2 separate regions of the Anser cygnoides genome follow, and region 2 is linked to region 1. Evidence: chromatin contacts called from public Hi-C data. All regions are on one chromosome and are shown on one strand. Each heading gives the region's core, a stretch centred on a gene start, on an enhancer-like site or on the middle of the called end of the contact. The rest is flanking DNA. Distances are from core to core; before and after follow the strand shown.

Region 1 (6,301 bases), core at 1,260-3,759:
TCCCTGTCCCCACCGTGTCTGTGTCCCCCTTTGCATGTGTGTCCCCACCGCACGCCCACGTCCCCCGCTGCATGCCATGTCCCCACCTCATGTCCCCAGCACGTGCCCGTGTCCCCTTGCATGCCTGCATCCCAGGGCACATCTTTTTCCCCATTGCGTGTCCCCACTGCACATCCGCATCCCAACCGCGTACCCGTGTCCCCGCTGCCCCTCCACGTCCCCATTGCACACCCGTGTCCCCATTGCACACCCGTGTCCCCACTGCCCCTCCACATCCCCATTGCACACCCGTGTCCCCATTGCACGCCTGTGTCCCCATTGCACACCCGTGTCCCCATTGCACGCCCATGTCCCCATTGCACGCCCATGTCCCCATTGCAAGTCTGTCCCCACCACATGCCCGCGTCCCCACCGTATCCCTGCGTCCCCCCCCGGTGCCCCCGCGCCCCCTCCGCACGCCCGTGTCCCCAGCCCGTATCCGCGTCCCTGTTGCGCCCCCGTGTCCCCACCGCGCCCCCGTGTCCCCGCCACACGCCCCCGGCCCCCCGGCCCTGCCCGGGGTCTCTCCCGGTGGCCGCGGGGGTCCCTTACCGCCAGCCCGGGGACGGCCCCGCACAAACTTGGGCGCTGTCGCCCGTGTCCCTCCCGGCCGGCGGAGCGGAGGCGGGCGGGGGACAGCGAGCCCTTAAATCCCCCCCGGCCCCGGCCTTCGCCTCCTCCTCCTCCTCCCCTTCCTCCACCCTCCACCCGCTGCCAGCACGGGGAAAGGGGGGGGGGGAGACGCGTGGAGGGGGGGGGGAGGCAGCAAACTGGGCTTACTGGTGCCCTCTGCCGGGTTTTACTGGGAGGACTGGGAGGACTGGGGGGACTCGGGGGGGACAAGCGCCGCTGGGGGTGCTGAGCCCCTTGTGCGCGGGGGGGCGTTGGGGGATACAGGGGTGCGGGGGGGGGCAGATGTGTCCTGGGGGGTGCCTAATTTCCCCCCCCCCCCAAAAACCAGCCAGCGAGGGCGGACGTGTTGCAACAGTTTGGGGTGCCCCCCCCCCCCCCAGCTGTGGAGTCTCTGGTGTCTGCTTTGGGGTTGTGCTCGGCTCCCCCTCCCCTCGCCCCCCTCCCCTTTTGAGCAGCCCCCCCCCAGCTGCCCCGCTCTGTCCCCGCTCACCCATGCAGACCCTCTCCCGTTTTGGGGTCGGGGTGAGGGACTCGGGGCCCGCTCTCACCTCCGTGCCCCCACCGGCCGCCTGCACCCCCGCGGGGTTTTGCGGTAGGTCCTACAATAAACAGGAGGCTGTTTGCAGCCCGACACGTCCCGGCTCGTGGCTCCTCGTGCAAACGGCGCACGAGGACGGCGTGCCAAGGCCTGGCCACGCGCCCCGGCGTGCCGGGACACGGCTCAGGGTCGAGGCCCGGGGCCCTGCTTTCGGCCTCGGGAGGCTGCCGGCCTCCCCGGCCTCAGTTTCCCTCTGGTGGGGACGGAGGCGGCCACGTCTTGGGGGGACCCGTGGGTGGCCGTGGAGCTCTCGGTGGTTTCCCAGAAGGTGGCGGCCTCAGCCCAAAAATCCGCTCCCTGAAGGCTTCGGGGTGCCGCCGGGCCGGGCCCCATGCGTGCGCTGAGCGTGTGGGTGCTCAGCCCCCCGGCTGGGGCAGGGGCTGGGGGCGGCAGCGTGGCCCCGTCCCCGCCGTCCCGTGGGAAGCCGTGTGGGACAGCTAATGAGGGCAGCACGGTGGAGAGCTCGTTAGCCCTGCGCACAGAAAGCCGCGCGATGGGGAACTCCTTGCGGCGAGCACAAAACCAGGCTCAGAGCGTGGGTGGGAAAAAAAACCCAAACCCTTTGAGGGGCTGCTAAACCCATGGGAGGACCAGGCTGCAGCCAGGGGCTGCGGGAGTGCCTGGGGGACCGTGCTCGCGTGTGTGCAAAATCGAACGCTTGCACGCCTGTAAGGCTGCACGCTTGCATGCACACAAAATTGCAGGCTCGCATCCTTGCACCATCATGCGCTTGGATGCTTGCACAACTGCCAGCTTGCATACGATCGTGTGCTCGTGTGCTTGCACAGTCGTGTGTGCACATGCCTGACCAATTGCACGCTCACCACCTTGCACAACCGCAAGCAACGCTTGGCTGTTTGCAAAAACCGCTTTGCACAGACGCATGCCCGCAGCCTTCCTTGCACGACTGCATCCTTGCACCCTTGTGCAACGGCTGCTTGCACACGCGGCTGCTCGAACAGCTGCATGCCCACGCACTCGCAGCTTTGCGCGCTTGCACACTCGTTTATTTTAATTCCCAGTTCCCCCCCCAATTTCGAGTTCCCCCCTCAATTTCGAGCCCCCCCCCCCAGTTCCCAGTTCCCAGTTCCCCCCTCCCAAGTTCCCAGTTCCTCCCCCAGCCCCCAGTTCCCCCCTCTCCCCATCCCCGAGCTGAGAGCACCCACTGCGCAGCGGGGACCGCGTTCGCCCGGGAGGGTGCTCCTCGCCGGGTGCTCCTCGCCCGGCGCCCCCCCGGCGCCCCCCCGGCCCCCGAAGGAGTTAACGGCGGCGCGGAGGCGCGGCCCCGCCGCCCCATTGGCGCTGCCGGCCCAGGTGCATCCTCGCCCCGCGCCGCCCCGGGGCCGCAGCGCGCAGCGCCGGGGCTCGGAGCCATGGTGAGTGCGGGCCCCCCCCCCGCCCCAAAGCCTCCCCCACCCCCCCCCAGACCCCCCCCGCTTCGCCCTTGGGCTCTGTGGGTGCCCCCCCAAGCCTTGGCTCTGAGGGAGGGGGCGCAGGGAGGTGCCCCCCCCCCCCCCCTCCAGCAGCTGGGGGGGGGGGGCACAGCGTGAATCGGGGCGGGTGGGGGCGCCCCCCCCGCGGCGACGATGATGATGGTAGTGATATTTTCCCGCTTTAAGCCCCTTTTTGCTCCTTTTGAAAGCTTTTCAACATTTTCTGCCCTGCACCCCCCGGCCCCAGCCAAACCCGGCTGCCCCCCCCCCCCCTCCCCGACTCCCCCGCGCCCCCCCCTCATTAACGCAAGCAGCTGCTAATTATCCCCCCCCCCTCCCCTCCCATCCCCTTCGGGCATCCCCGGTAACGGGGCCGGGCCGGCCGCAGGCCGCGGCGGCGCCGGGGGCACCCCGGGGTGCGGGGCGGGGGCGGGGCCGCCCGCGGGGGGGGGGGGGGGGGCGGCGGAGGGAGCCTGGGGGGGGCCGGGGGGGACCGGGCCCGGGCCGGGGAGCGGGGAGCGGGGCCGGGAGCGGGGCGGGGGCGGCGCGGAGCGGAGGCGCCGGGGCCGGCGGGGGCAGCGCTCGCTCCGAAATGGCGCCCGGGAGGCGGCGGCGGCGCCCCGAGGCCGCGGTGAGGGGCCCCCCGGCCCCGAGCACGGGTTTTTTTTTTTTTGGGGGGGGGGCGGGGGTTGTAAAAGCGAATTCTGGGGGGGGGGGGGGGTTGAGGCTTTTTTGAGGCCTTGCGGGGAGTTTTGAGGGCGTGGGGTTAAAGCTTGGTTCCCCCCCCCCCCGCCCCGTCCCCCTGCACGCACCCTTGGGTGCCACCCCCCCCCCCCCCCCCCCCCCCCCCCCAGCCCATGTGGGTTTGTAATGCGATTTTAGCAAACTTTAGAGCTGGGACACCCGCCCCCCCCCCCCCCCCCCAAAAAAAAAAAAAAAAACAGACAAAAAACCAAAAACACCCCTTTTTGACCAAAAAAAAAGGGCGTTCCCCCCTCTCTGCAAGCAAGGGGTGGGAGCGCCTGTGGGTGCTGCTTGACACTGGGGCGGGTAACATGGGTGCGGTAAATACCTACAAACCCGATTCTCCCCAAATTGAGGCGGGGGGGTTCTGGCCACCCCCTGAGGATGCGCTGTGGCAGCCCCGGGGGGGCTCTGGGGGGCTGAAGCTCGGCGTGGATTCTCTGATGGCTGATACGGGGCTGAGGCAGCACGGCACGGGGAGCGATGCAGGGGGGGGCGGATGCATTTTGCCCTTTTTCCTGCTGTTTTCAGACCGGGCTGGGCTGGAGCTGCTCAGGGGGCCGCAGGGGCAGGCAGGCGGGATGGGGGATCTCCGAAAAGCCTCATTTCCTCAGGAAACGGAGTGAAAGCATTGGCTGAAGGCTCGGACTCCAGGAATTGGCCCGCGCCGGTGCTTTGGAGCCCCACAGGGGATTTGCAGACCCCTGTGACCGGACCCCCCCTGCATGAGCAGGGACTCAAGCCCGGAGCTGTGAATTCCAGCCATGTGCAAAGTGCAAAAACAAGGAGGGAAAGGGAGAGGGGAGGAATTAAAAAAAAAAAAAAGAAAGAGAGAAAGAAAACAGATTTTGCCAGCGATAAAATCCTGCAGTTGAAGCTTTTCCTCCCTGCACGGTTCTCAGGCAGAAGCGCGGGCTCGAGGCAAGCGCTCAGAGGAGATTTTGGGTCTGGAAACGGAGCTTTTTGCACAAGCCAGGAGGGGAAAGGGCCTTTTCCCTTCAGCCCTTTCCCATCCCCAGGTGGGTGCTGCAGGGTGGCGGGGTGCTGCTGTCGGCCGCCCCGGTGCACGCGCTCACCCTCGTGCCTGCGGCTAATCAAACCCAGGCTGCGATTTGGGATCCGGGCAGAGCCCTGGGCTCAATTACTGGTTGTGCAACGGGTGGGCTGGGAAGCCTCACGGCGACGTTGTCGTCATCGGGCGTTATTGGGGCCGGGGCACGTTTCCACCCCCGGGGCTGTTCGGCCCCCTGGATGGCTGAGGACTGACGCTTTCGTTGCACTCGCCTTGCCGCAAAGCACGCTCCCCGTCTGGGCAACCCCCAAAATGCTGATTTTTGGGTGGTTTTGTACCATTCCTGTCCAGAGTGGCCTTAGCACCTTGGCTCTCCCCAGTTCTGGCTGCTTTCGCCGCTCTCTGAGCAACGGGGAAACTGAGGCATGGCAGTGCGCTTGGGTGCTGCCAGATTCAAACCGACTCCGTGTCCCTTTGGACGCGGTGGCAACGGGATGGCAATGTGCCTACCTCCCCCCAAACGGGTGCAGACCCCTGCTCCCACCCCCCCCCCACCACACAGGGTTTGATGTCGGGGAGTGATGGGACGCGAGCGGCGCCGCGGGGGCCAGGGAAGGTTTCGGGGCGCCTGCTGTTGTCCCCGTGGGGACAATGCGGCTCAGTGCTTGGTGGCAGGGCCGTGCCAGGGGGGAAGGAAGCGGCGGCGGCGCGATAAGGGCTGTCTGCCAGCCTGTGAGGTTTCCCCTTGTTTTTCTGCCGGGGGCTGAGATAAGAGCTGGGCCCCCCCCTGCCTCGGCACGAGGTAACGCCCGGGGGACGCTGAGCCGAGAGGGAAGCGGTGCTTTGCCCGTCTGCCAAGCCTGTGCGCAGCCCAAACCCAAGGTGCCGTCACCTCTGCACAGCTTTGGGTGCTCAGAGGGACCCCACGGGGTGTTTTGGGGGATGCCGTGGGGCAGGGGGCATGTGGTTTGCGGTGCAGGCAGGAGGGTGCGAGTGAGCTGGTAGTCTCGGGGTGACAGGCTGGTTCCCCGCTGCCAGCACTGCCCGAGTCCCTGGTGAACCCGGCACGGGGACCCTCTCCCAGTCCCGGGGCCGGGAGCTGATGGAGGAGGAACCAGCGTTATTCCTGGCGAAGGGGAGGTTGCACAACCCGTCCCCGGGGGAAGCGAGGCGGGTTCGGGTTCGCTCAGCTTTTGGCTCCGGCCGCGCTGCTTTCCATAACGTTCCTCCGGCGGCTGCTGTTCGGCGCTTTGCTAGCCCGGAGCCATTCAGGCTCCAGCTCCCCGGAGGAGAAGGAGGAGGCTCTTAGGGTGCGTGTTCCCCTGCCGCCGTCCTTCCTCCTCCTCGGCGCGGCCGGGGTGCCGGCCCCCTGCCGCTCAGCCCCTCCATTTCCTCACCGCCCTCGCAGATGTCGACCTACAAGCGGGCAACGCTGGATGACGAAGACCCCCTGGACTCCATCGGTGAAGGCGATGGGTACCCCAACGGCTTCCAGGTAGGGGCTGTGTGTGTGTACGGGGGGGGGGGGGAGGGGGAAGGGGAGAATGTAGGTCCTGGCAAGCAGCAGAGGGTTGCCTGGGATGGGTTGTTTTCACCGGGCTGGGCGCCTTCCCTTGGGGCAAAGTCCGGCGTGGGCAGAGCTGTGCTGGCTGCCGGCCGCTGCCCTTTGCTCCTCTCGCCCCTGGCACCCATCGGGGCTGTGCCTTGGGGCACCGGGGCTGTCCCCGCAACCCAGAGCGAGCGGCGGTGATTGCGGGGGATCCCGCGGGGCCAGACCCCTCTGCTGTTCAGCGCTGGGGCGCTCAGCTTTTCTGCTGGCCGAACCCTGTCCTGGCTCGACTC
Region 2 (6,669 bases), core at 2,551-5,050, 55 kb after region 1:
TTTACTTGAGCTTGGCTTTGTTTTTGTTTTGTTTTCTGTTTTGTTGTAATAACGAGAAGGGCTGCATTAAGTGGTCTTGTTCTGGAGCGTTTCCAGAGGTGAGTGGCAGGCAGCCTGCAGGCTGACACCAACAGCAGTTTTGTTTGTGTCAGGGCCACCGAAATGAGTGTTTGGGTGACAGAAACCTCAGAGCTGTGCCTCATTTCTGAGAATAGCAGGGGTGTAATAGCTGCATAAAATCTTCTCATTAGAAGAAGCAGCTGAGTTATTTTGACTTGTGAACTGCCACTAAAATGCTAATTACTTCAGTGTGAGGACGTCTGGAAGAGCCTCTTGATCAGAAATCTTTGAGGCTTCTCCTGTTTGGACACTAACACGTCCCGAGAAGTAGATTCAGAGTAGCTAATCCATAAACTGCTGACCCTGCAGCAGTGGGGGTAGGAAACTGGCTGTCTTCGTGAGAATGTGCAGATGTTTGGACCATCTTGGAGCACAGGAGGTGGTGTAGTAGATGCTGCCAAACTGAAAGAAGAATTTTGGGAGAAAGATGACTGCCCCTGATCAACAAAATGCCTATTACTTACCTAATTTTGGTGATTTTTTTGTTGTTTTATATCTCTATTCATAGCTTCCAGGTTGTTAGTTGATGTGGTCAGTGCTGCCAGTTAGCACGGACGGCCTCCTAAGGTGATGAGTGCAGATGAAAGATGGCTTTTCTGTAGTGGAGCAGGAAAATCATAAAGCTCTTCGTTATTACCGTTAGGTTACTGCGATCTCTTCACTCCTAGCGCTCCAAACCGAGTGAGCTGACGCTACAGCGGCTTCAGCCCTGAGCATCCACTTGACAACCCACACGATTGTCTTGGCTGTCTTACCTGCAGTCACCTCGCAGCTCAGCGGGAGCCAGAGCTAACACCTCCCAGCTCAGCGCCCCGTCTCCCGAGCTGCGCGGCGTGAGCTGCGTTCGCAATGCCTGGAGCATCTTCATTTTCTCTGGCTGATGTCTCAATGAAGCTCTCTCGTGACCTAAAGTCAGAGTGTTACACGTGGTGTAACTCAGCAATACTTCACCTTGTTTCTCTTTCTTTTCCAGCCCCCTGAACCTCCATTGTTTGAATAAATCTTCCAAGGCTTTTATGATTTGCAAAACTCTGTCGTGCTGTGAATTTGGTTACTGAAAGCTTAAACTATTACCATTTTTATAGGAAAATGATTTCTTTCAGGGGATCCGCTTGCATTCTCATTTGGGAGTGAAGGGGAAAAAAGCATCTGGAGAAAACGTTTTATACAGAGGCTTAGAGTCGTAATAACATTTAGGGGCACTGTGGTGTGTTTCAGTTAGCTCCAGCAGCTACCTCCGGAGCGGACACGTCCCCGCGGCTTGCATCATATGCTAGGGATGCACCGAGGGAAGCTGCAGCAGAAGCGTTTTGTGGTGCAACCTCCCTGTCTCTGTCTTCCTGCCTGGTCCCATCTGGTAGCTCATCCGTTTATGCTGGCACTCAGCGTGGCCAGGCGGTGCATGAGGTTGGGAAGAAAAGGGTCACTTTATTGCGAACGTGCTCACGCTGGCACCGGGCAAGCGGCAGCGAGGCCAGGACGGAGGCCAGGAGCACCTCTTGGGGCAGCGCTGCTGCCGGCTGGCAGCTTAGTGCTACCTCTCTGGCCTGGTGTCCTTCTGCCTGCAGGCGCCTGCTATTTAGATTGCGTGCTCGTTTCCTTTGATGCCACCTGACTTCTGGTAGATGCTATCTGCGACTTCCTTTCCCCCAAGGAGCCTCGAGCAGAGTCTTGTCTGTCCTCTCTTTCAGGTTAGCAGCTTGCTTGAAATAGCTCTGACTGCATCCAGCCACCTGAGTTGCTGTTTTTCGGAATCAATTCCTTCCCTGAAAGGAACCTAGGGCTGCATTTGGATTTCAAAAGACAAAAAGTCTGAGAGTGTTAGAAAGTGAGTATTGAGAGTTCAGATACGGAGTTGCTGTGTCATGCAGAGGACAACTAAAAGCTGGGATTTCCTTACCTTCGTTGTCTTCTGCTAACCTCAGAGGTTTTCTTTGAACATTTTCTCTCTGGTGTCTCGACCTGACTTTTTGCAGTTGGCTGGCCTCACAGCCAGCTGGGAATGGGTTCCCTGAGCATGTCACCCCATTTCTGGTAGTAGGGAGATGCACGTTTGCCCTGGGTCCTGTGATCCTCGTCAGATTTGATGTGATTTTCCACCAGCCACGTGGTTGGTAGCTGGTGGTGTGCCATTCCTGCCAAACCCGCGCTGGGGAGATGTGGGTGCTCCTCCCAGTTTCATATCCATACGAACCATCTGTAAAGGTGCACAGTCACGCTGTAGGATGCTCATAAATGTACCCGCTGTTATGACTGCGTGGATCTATCGGTTCGTAAACGGTGTAAGAAATAAGGAAGTGATGTCTTAGCGTACGTCCTCTTTAGATGACGAGCAAAAATCCAGGTTTGCCTTCAGTATGCAGAAGTGAAGAGCCATGTCCGTAACTGAGCAAGAAGCACCAGAAAGCTTCATAATAATTGCGTGGAGTCGCACAGCCCCGCACGCTTGGCAAATAAGCTCTGTAGCAATTTCATGTAATATTAAGTGGCAGCGCCCAGTTTGCAAGGCGCGGGCTTCCTGGCATTGGGATGGTTGGGCCTGGGTTTTGATGCTCTGCTGTTCAGAGCTGCCTGGGCGTAATGCATCTCTGCTTCTGGTTTCTGTGGGTGTATTTTGGAGTACAGGCTCCACCAGGCCTCTCTCCTTGGGATAGCGGCCCTTGGTTGTCCTCTGTACCGTACGGAAGAGCCTCCGGAGCTCAACCAGTTTCATGCTTGTCACCGAGCTCCCTGTCGAGCATTTCTCCCGCCGTAATATTTTGGTTTCTCTGTGAGACTTGGCTTGGATTGCAGCTGGAGGACCGGGAGCAGTCGCTGTGAGCCACAGGGGCGCGGGCCAAGCGGGGTAGGACTGCTAAGACTAATGGGGCTGTGCCGTGTTCCTGACCGTAGCCTGTTTTCTGCAGCATAATGAGAGTTATAATTAACGTGGACATGCACAATCATAAATAACACTCCTAAAATGAAATGGAATTTTAAGGCTGCATCGGCACATTCCCCACGATGCCGTTGCCTCCCTGGAGAGGCAATACCATGACTTTCCAGCTGAAAGGAGCTGATGAAATCTATTGACTTTTCCATCTCTTAGAAGGGTCCATATGTTGTAAGAATAAAATATGAATTAAGAAAAAAATGGCAGCGGCTGCTGTTTTATGGAGGAAAGTGTACCGTTACACAAATGCTTTAGAGCAAGTCAGCTAGTGAAGGTTTCCACGCGTGAGCACGAGCTGCTTTCTGGCCCTCTGCTCACCGTGTGTCGCCTGACCTGGCGCAGATGTGATGCGGGGTGGCTTTGTGGCACTGCTTTTAAACCAGTGTTTTGTGGTTTGGTCCAAACCTGGATGCAGCCTTATTTGGGGTGTGCTTTAAAAATTTTGCAGATGCTTCAGTGAGAACGGGCACAGGACAAAGTTCGTGGTTACACAAACACTCAGGCACGCTGCTCGCGTCAGCCACCGCTTCCAGCCCCGTCCCCAAAAACACCACACTTAAAGGAAGCCCCAGCAGGATTAACAGGGCTTAGAGGTGTTTTTTTCCACCCCAAACACGCTGTCCAGGTCAAAAATAAGCGATTTACTTCAGCACTTGGGTTGCAGTTGAAAAAGACGGAGATTAAGTAACAAAATCAAGTTGCCCTTAGAAACGCACTTGTATTAGACAAAGTAATTGATGGGGTTTTTGTGGCGTTTGCACTGATCTGGTACATTGGCTGACAGCTCCCCTGATAACTCCCTCCTGACGGCTTGCAGGCTGAATGAAATGCATCAGGGTGAGGTGAGGTCTGCGGATGATTTACGTGCTGGTGAGCTGTCTCCATTTCTTTTTAATTTAGAGATGCAAAACTGAGCCTGAAAGTAATGAGCTCCGGATAATTAGGTGCTTGTCTGCAGGTGTAACTATTGCAGCTGCCTACAGCTGGTGCTCTTAATATTGCCAATTTTTATTTGAAAGCATTGTGGAGTGAATGAGATCCTGGAAACACAGTTAATTTGCAACAAAGGTTTTTTTTGTTGTTGTTGTTATCTCACCCCCAGCCTCACTCGGGCGTTCCTGTTGGGCTTGGCTGTGAGACGCATCCCGCGTGGACCGAAGGCTGAAAGGAAGGGTGGTGCTCAGCAGCCAAGTGCTGTGTTACACGGGCGGTGTTGCCTGGGCTGCATCGTAGATTGACGAAAGGCTTGATGTAATTCATCATCATTAATGATTAGCCAGATGGGAGGTAGGATCTCAGATTCCTGCCTTGGTATTGAAAGGGTTGCAAAGGCATTGCTAGCGCAAAAAAACGCAGCGCAGCGCGACGTATCGCCTGCAAGTGGTAGGGAGGTGAGTGAGAGGCACGGTGCGGCATGGGTGTGCGTGGGAAGAAAGAATTCAGGAAGAGAGGTTTTGTGGAATGGGTATTTAAAAGAGTGCGTAAATTGGAGGACGCGGAGATGTGCCCGGGTATAAATAGACCGTGCGCTCTAACGGGGCCGCTGCGGTGCAGCTGCAGCACGGGTCGGCAGCAGGAAGCGCTGCCTCCGGAGCCGGGCATCGCGTGCCACCCTCGCGTGCGGTCCTTCCGTGGCCGGGGCTGCCAGCACCTGCCAGTCGGGGCAGCGCTCGGCGTTAACCCGCCGAGGAAGCAGAGGAGGAATCCGAATAGCTTGAGGAGCAGTGGCAACGCCAGGAGAAGGAAAGGGAGGTCGCGCCTCTCAGGAGGCCTTTGAAGGTCGCGTTTTCTTTTCAAGCTGTAATTTTCCGAGGAGCCTCGGGAAGCTCGTCTTCCGACGGCCGGCGCGGTTCCTGGGGATCCGCGTGCCCCTTTCCTTTTGAACCCCCTCGCTGCTGCCCTGTTCTGTTCAGTTCGGTGTAAGCCCAGATCAGGTGACATGTGGCAGGCAGAAGGGAGAGGAAGAGTTTGGGATTATTTGAAAGCGAGTACCCAGATTAATGATATGTAATTAAGTAAATAGCTTAAGATGAATTTCAAGAAAAGTTCTGCTAAAAGGGAGAGTATTCGCTGAGCATATGGCGTAATGTGGGGTAAGGAACGACGGCCTCGATGCTTGCAGAGCTTTGTTCTGGACACAGCTGGGGAGATGATGCTTTGAAGAGGGACGGAGGAGCCTTATCGCTTCCCATTATCGTCAGATAGAGCGGCCGGGGAACGAGGGGAGTCCTGCAGTCAGTCATTTCAGAGGAGGCAATTGCAGCTCATAAAGGAACCAGTGAGACTGTGCGAAGCATAAACAATATTTATGTAAGTACGTTTCTGATACAAAAGCAAAAGACACGCTTATTTAAGGCATTTATTGCAAGTATAAAATAGTTCATAAATGAAAACTTAAAGAGATGTTGGTATTACTGTTTAATACACAAAATAACATGATGGATTAAAAAGGTGGTTTACACAAACACTTCATTGATCCACTTAAAATTTATATGTTTGACAAATGGCAATTCAGTTGTGAACATCGACTCCACATGTTGCAGGAAGGATCTTTATATTAGGCCATAAAATGTTGAAACAAGCTTAATAATGGCTTTTGCCTTAAAATCCTTCTGGCTATAAGTAATTACAGAAGGCGGCGAATCCTGCAGTATGGTTTGCATCTATTTACAAGAATAGGGCCGTGATGATGTTCCATTACAGAGCTCAGTAATTTTAGGCAGTGTCCTCACCATAAACCCTGCTGCTGCCATTTTACAAATATCTTTTAACGTGTTCTTTTATTTTTTTAAAGCATTTAACTAGTCAGTAGTATGTTCTTAATGTTGGAATTAAGGATTGGTGTAAAGATGACAAGGCTTTTTAAGGAATTCTTCACCTGCGTCTCTTAACTTCTGACCATATTTCTGGGTGCTCATGCCAGAAAAAAAGTTATTTATGTTTTTTCCCACTAAAATAACAGTAAACACAAAATACTGAAACAGCGACCCTGCGATCCTTTGTGACCTGTGATACACTCAGTGCTCTGCATTGTACTTTATTTTGACATCTAATCTCATTGCGCGAGACAAGCTGAAGCCATCTAAGAAAACCAGAATACAACCACTGCTTTAACACGAAGACTGTTCTTCTGGCGTTTGACTGATAAGCATGGTCCCCCCAGCAGGAATGTGCTAACAAAAAACTCCCAGCCAGACGAACAAAGCCCACATCCACCCCAGAACAAATTCTGTGCAAGGCAGGGGCTGTTGCATGCCCGGCAGCGTGCGTTTCTCAGGGCTGGAAGTGCCACGGGATGCAAGCAGCGGAAGGGTTACGAGAGGCTGAGCACTCATCGGGTTCTTCCTAAGCCTTTAAACATTTCCCAGGGTAGCTGAACCGTGGCTGGCTTTGATTTTTGTGATATTAATTGTCTGACGTTTCTTATTGGTAAGGCTGCGTGGCTATGATGTGTATAAGGTGCTAGATTTCTGTAGGACAGTCGGAGGAGTGAGGAAGGCAGGGACAGCAGGGGAAAACCAGCGTGAGCTCGGGGACTTAAGGGCTTGATCCTGCATATACACAGGGGATTGAGTTGTGGTTGCACGGGCAGCAGTGATCCTGGCTTTTCCAAAGTT

Evidence for each region. Hi-C and Micro-C count contacts between places; a contact is called where the count stands out from the background.
Region 2: a Hi-C map of liver shows a contact between it and region 1, with 7 times the contacts expected there. The contact joins the enhancer-like site here to the promoter of ECE1 in region 1. A contact is called at or near these places in 2 of 7 Hi-C or Micro-C datasets (both in liver).

Annotation. Positions count from the first base shown.
Region 1 is chr23:490,094-496,394 of Taihu_goose_T2T_genome, forward strand. It overlaps ECE1 (endothelin converting enzyme 1), which reads left to right and starts at 2,510. Exons shown (of 18, transcript XM_066981981.1): 1 at 2,510-2,646; 2 at 5,868-5,954. The coding sequence starts at 2,644. It overlaps ALPL (alkaline phosphatase, biomineralization associated), which reads right to left and starts at 749. Exons shown (of 12, transcript XM_066982249.1): 1 at 592-749.
Region 2 is chr23:543,366-550,034 of Taihu_goose_T2T_genome, forward strand. All of the region lies in intron 1 of EIF4G3 (eukaryotic translation initiation factor 4 gamma 3), which reads left to right. Among named protein-coding and RNA genes, the nearest start is that of EIF4G3, 35 kb to the left of the region's middle. Within about 2 kb of position 3,801, at least 1 of the 3 cell types and tissues checked has open chromatin away from gene starts, as enhancers often do. A contact at or near this core is called in liver, where this site is marked.